2 separate regions of the Mus musculus genome follow, and region 2 is linked to region 1. Evidence: chromatin contacts called from public Hi-C data. All regions are on one chromosome and are shown on one strand. Each heading gives the region's core, a stretch centred on a gene start, on an enhancer-like site or on the middle of the called end of the contact. The rest is flanking DNA. Distances are from core to core; before and after follow the strand shown. Region 1 holds the start of Mob1b (MOB kinase activator 1B). Region 2 has its middle 20 kb from the start of Dck.

Region 1 (2,727 bases), core at 101-2,600:
ATCATAGTAAATCCTTTTGCTGTCTGTTTTATTTTTTTTATTTTTGATTTTTTTAGACAGCAGCTCACTATGTTATTTCTGGTTGGCTTGGAATTCCATATGTAAATCAGGCTGGCCTTAGACTCACACAGATCTGCCTACCTCTGCCTTCCCAGTTCTGGGCTTAAAGGCTTTTGAAGCTGTCTTTTCACGTTATTATTTGCTGTTCCTGAGATAATAGAAGGTTCGGGTTTCTTGCATTTAGGTTTTTAAAACCATTTAGCCAACGCGGCTGACTACTGGTGTAGAAATGAAATCGGATAAATTGAATATTTGCATCACTTTCAGGAATCCTCTGTCTTTTGGAACGCTAAGCTCAAGTTGGGCTACTATCTGCACACTGTTCCACTTAAATTCCTCGATTCAGCATCAGGTGCGAGTAAAGAATACCACTGTCTCCTATGGTAAAAACAAACAAACAAACAAACAAACACACAAACAAACAACTTCCTGTGCTGTCTTGGCTTACTCCAAACTTGTGATCCTTTTGCCTCCATCTCTGAGGTATAGCGATTCAGGCAAGCACCACCACGCACTATCTATTTATTTAATTTGTGTGGAAATGAGAGGACAACTTGTGGGAACTGGTTCTCTTTACCGCGTGGGTTCCAGGCGATCAGGCTTGGTGGCAAGTTCCTTTACTGGCTGAATCATCTCAGGAGCCATCAAACAGTCTTTAAACATAAAGCTTTGCCCTCAGCCTCTTAAGCAGGTGAGAACTAAAGTTCCTTCGAGCGCCTGGCTGAATAATTCCCAGCGTTTTGGGCATCAGTTCTTCGAAGGGACTCCACAACTAGTTAATCCGTATGGCCATGGATAACCAGCGTCCCTGCCTCAGGGAATCTGGTCCTCAGCTCTCCTGGGCTCCCTCCGTTTCCCTAGACAGCTAGCTTGTTCAAATAAAGATCTTACCTCCTAAAACATTTATTTCCCTTTCCCAAAATTCCATCTCCCCCCAAGTCGTTACAAGCAGAAAAACTTTTTTTTTTTTTTTTTAAGTGCGGGCGGCGTAGAGGGACTGGGGATGTGGCTCTCAGTTCGTGGGGTGCTTGCCTAAATCAGAGCACAGAAAGCGAGTCCAAGGCCTTCCGCTGTCCTCTCTGATGGCGACTCCCTCCCTATCCATGAGACCCAGGCGTCCTGGAACGGAGGTCCACTTCCCCGCTGGGCTCCGAACCCCCCAGGTCACGTGCTCGGGCAAGCTCTCAGCTGGACTGTGCGGGAGGCAGAGGTGACCCGAAGGTAATCCTAATGTGGGCGGGGCGCCAGAGCTCGCTCTCGCGAGACTTCGGCGCGGGAGCGCGGGGCTGCGAGGAGGACGCGGCGGGCGGTGCTTCCTCGGCCGCTCTGCTTCCAGTCCGGTGAGCCTGCCGAGTCCTGGCCTTCCACTTCCGCCCCTCAGCCGGCCGCGGCAAGTAGCGAAGCCGGAGAAGTCGCGGCCGCTCCGCCGCCGGCGCGCGTCCTTCCCCCTCCGCCACCTTTTCTCTGATTCAAGCCCGCCGCCCCAGGCTTCGCTCAGCCGAGCCCGCAGCCCACGCCGCGGCCGACATGAGCTTCTTGTTGTAAGTAGTCCAGTAGCGCCGGCTTTGTTCCGCCGCCCCCTGGGCCCCGGGCTCCAGAGGCCCCGACCTCGGGGTGCTGGCCGGCCCTGCCTCCTCGTCCTCCGGGTGCTCTCGGGGCCCTGCCTCCTCGTCCTCCTGGTGCTGCCCGGCCCTTGCCTCCCCATCTTCCTGGTGCTGTCGGGGAGCCTTGCCTCTCCATCCTCCTGGTGTTGCCGGTCCCTGCCTTCTAGTCTTCCGTACTGCCTGGCTCTGCCTCCCCGTCCTCCTGGTGCTGCCCGGCTCTGCCTCCCCGTCCTCCTGGTGCTGCCCGGCTCTGCCTCCCCGTCCTCCTAGTGCTGCCCGGCTCTGCCTCCCCGTCCTCCTGGTGCTGCCCGACCCAGCCTCCCCGTCCTCCTGGTGCTGCCCGGCTCTGCCTCCCCGTCCTCCTGGTGCTGCCCGGCTCTGCCTCTCCGTCCTCCTGGTGCTGCCCGGCCCTGCTTCCCCGTCCTCCTGCTATTGCCGAGCCCCGCCTCTCCGTCCTCCGAGTGCTGCCCGGCCCTGCTTCCCTGTCCTCCGTGTGCTGCCCGGCCCTGCCTCCCGGTCCTCTTGGTGCTGCCCAGCCCTTCCTCCCCGTCCTCCTGCTATTGCCGGGCCCTGCTTCTGCGTCCTCCGGGTGCTGCCCGGCCCTGTTTCCCCGTCCTCCGTGTGCTGCCCGGCTCTGCCTCCCGGTCCTCCTGGTGCTGCCCGGTCCTTCCTCCCCGTCCTCCGGGTGCTGTCTGGGAGCCCTGCCTCCCTGTCCTCCTTGTGTTGCCCGTCCCTGCCTTCTAGTCCTCGGTGCTGCCCGGCTCTGCTTCCCTGTCTTGGAGCTGCCCTTCCCCGTCTCCCCTTCCTCCTGGTGCTTGCTCTCAGGGCCGTGCCTCCTTGTCCTCCTGGTGCTGTCGGACCCTGCCTTTCCATCCTCCTGGTGCTGTCAGAGGGCGGGGGTGGGGGGAACACTGCTCCCTACCCTCATGTTCTGTTGGGGTGCCCTGCCTCCCTGTCCACTTGGTGCTGTCGGGGTGGGGTTGGGGGTGCTGGCTGCTTCTCAGGTCCCAGTGTGCTACCTGGGTCATGGACCCCAGTGTCTATTTCTGCATTTCTCTACCTG
Region 2 (2,727 bases), core at 124-2,623, 64 kb after region 1:
GTGTCCTTTTTTTCCATATAGATCATGCAGATCTTGTATGCATTTTTGTTTTATGCCTAAGTGGTAATGCATTTCGTGTTACTAACTTTACATCCTGCAAAATTCTGTATTCTAGATTCTTGTTTCTGTTGTTTTTCTGTCCGAGTGATCTTGCTGTGGACAGAGACTTTTTTCTGTCATTCCTTCCAACGAAGGTACCTTTTCTTTTTGTATTAGTACATTAGGTAGGACTTTGAGAGAGATGTTGAAAACAAACCATGGTACGAGGAGATCGTCGAGCCTTGTTCCCGATCCTACCAAGTAAGCTGTAGTTTCTTCCCACTAATGCAATATTAATTGTTGCAGCTTTAAAAAAAGGAAGGAAATTAATTTGTGGTAGCCTGTATAAACCTAGAGGACACTTTACTTAGTGAAATAATTTAGTTACAAAAGGATAGATACTATATGATCTTTATACAGAGTCTAAAACATCCTGGGTGGCCAATTGTGATCACTTGAGAATAAGAAGATGCTAGTCAAACGGTACAAAGTTTGGTTAGGAGGAACAAGTTTTGTGAGATGGGTCACAACATGGTGACTATGGTTAGTAATGTGTTCTTTTTATTTATTTACTTATTTAGATATATAAGTACACTGTCGCTGTCCTCAGACACACCAGAAGAGGGCATCGTGTCTCATTTCAGATGGTTGTGAGCCACCATGTGGTTGCTGGGAATTGAACTCAGGACCTCTGGAAGAACAGTCAGTACTCTTAACTACTGAGCCATCTCTACAACCCCAATATTCTTTAAAAAAAATCTTTTTATAAGTTTATTTTCTCATAGATTCCATCCTGACACAGTTTCCTCCACACCCCCCCTCCCCCCGGGCCTCACCTCCTCCATCTTTTTTTAGAATTTTATTTATTTTTGTTGTTTTTGAATGTGTATGTGCGTAACTGAATATATTTTAGTGTTCCACGTGCATGTAGGTTTCCTAGAAGACCAGAAGAGGGCATCTGATCCCCTGGAACTGGAGTTAGAGGCAGTTGTGAGCTGCCAGATGTGCTGGCTGCTGGGTCCTCTGGGAGAGTGACACCTGCCAAGTCATTTCTCCAAGCTCCAATAATGTATTTTTAAATACTAAGTAAGTTGTAAGCATCCTCAACCACCAGACATGATATTTGAGATCATAATTAGCTAGCTTTAACCATGTTACATATCATGACAAAAATTACACTTCAGAATTATATATAAAAACTTATATAAACTTTAGTAGTTTCCTTTCTATTGCTGTGATAAAATTACCCAGACAAAAAGCAGCTTAGGGGAGGACGTGTTTATTTTGGCTCACAATTAAGATTCTAGTCTCTGCAGTAAAGACAGCACCAAGAGCTTGAGACAGCTGGTCCCATCATGTCCACAGACCTAGAGATGGGACCACTCTTTGTTCCTACTTTGCTTGCTGCCTGGGCAGAGGAAGGCTGTCCTGTGAGATTTTATAATCAAATGCCTCAAGTGTGGAAGGACAGAAGAATTTTCTGTCTCCCAGTACTAAAAGTCTCCCTATTTTCATTTACTAAGGGAGTGACTAGCCCAACGAGCAGTGTGAACCCAGGAGACTGGGCGTAATGTGACGCAGACTCAGGCTGTAGTAGTTACTTTTGTGTCACTGTGACCAAATGCTTATTTCTCAGTGTCAGAGAGTCCAGGCCATGGTCATTTGGTTCCTGGGCAGAACATTGTGTGTGTGGCAGAGGAGAGCTATTTACGGCTAACCACAAACCTGTGGGTGTTACAAGAAGGGCCACAGATAATATACAAGGCCCCATTCCCAGAGACCTTTCTTTAGCCAGATCCCACATTCTAACGTTTACATAATCTCCCAAAGAATGAGTAAGACCTCACTCTCTGTTCCCAGGCTGGCCTGGAACTCGGAGATCTTCACACCCTGAGTTCTGGGATTGAAGGTGTGTTCCACCAAGCCTTGATAGGACCAAGCATGAATTTGTGGGAGTACATTTCAGATTCAAAAGAACATCCTTAGACCCCGAAGACTCAGGACTGCTTAATATGGAAAGCCTAAGCAATCGGAAACTAGCAAGAATGAAAGGTAATCATCGCCCCCAAAAGCCAAGCCCAGGGCCAGACGGATTCAGTTTTGAATTTTACCAGATGGATAAAGAATTAACAAATGCTGACACTCTGAAAACTGTTTCGTAAAACGCAAAGGGAACGCTTCTAAGGTCTCTCAATGGAACCAATACTTCCCTGATACCCAAACCAGGTAACACAACGAGGTGGGACAAGGAAAACATTGCTGGTGACCAGTTTCCTTAGCAAATATAAATAGCTATAGTCACAGGGACTGTGGTATGGACATAAAAACAGACACATGGACTGATAGGAAGAGAAAAGACCCAGAGATAGCTCACAGATGAAATGACTTTCACATGATCAAGAACCTTCTGAAGCCAACCTCTTCAACAAAGGATGCTTGAAAATGTGGACATTCACATGTAGAAGGCTTAGATCCCCGTCCCTCCCCCTGAACAAAATCTACTCAAAGTAATTAAAAACCCTTAATGAAACGCGGAAACTACTCATAGAAACAGGCACAACATTTCAAGATACAGATTATGAGTTGTTTTTGAGGCAGTGTCTGCTATGTAGACCGGGCTGGTCTCAAACTCAGTCTTCTTGCTTTAGCTTACGAAATGTTGAGATAGATTCCAGGAGATGAGTGTCA

Evidence for each region. A called contact is a pair of places that touch in the nucleus more often than the background predicts.
Region 2: a Hi-C map of uterus shows a contact between it and region 1, with 2.4 times the contacts expected there. The contact joins the enhancer-like site here to the promoter of Mob1b in region 1. A contact is called at or near these places in 8 of 39 promoter capture datasets (the C10 cell line, the HPC-7 cell line, HPC-7-derived erythroid cells and 5 more), 12 of 484 Hi-C or Micro-C datasets (centroblasts, centrocytes, double positive thymocytes and 9 more) and 2 of 9 other capture datasets (adipose tissue and pancreatic islet).

What each region holds. Positions count from the first base shown.
Region 1 is chr5:88,719,521-88,722,247 of GRCm38.p6, forward strand. It overlaps Mob1b (MOB kinase activator 1B), which reads left to right and starts at 1,351. Exons shown (of 6, transcript NM_026735.2): 1 at 1,351-1,601. The coding sequence starts at 1,588.
Region 2 is chr5:88,783,913-88,786,639 of GRCm38.p6, forward strand. No RefSeq gene overlaps it. Among named protein-coding and RNA genes, the nearest start is that of Dck, 20 kb to the left of the region's middle. Within about 2 kb of position 1,374, at least 5 of the 459 cell types and tissues checked have an H3K27ac peak or open chromatin away from gene starts, as enhancers often do. A contact at or near this core is called in uterus, where this site is marked.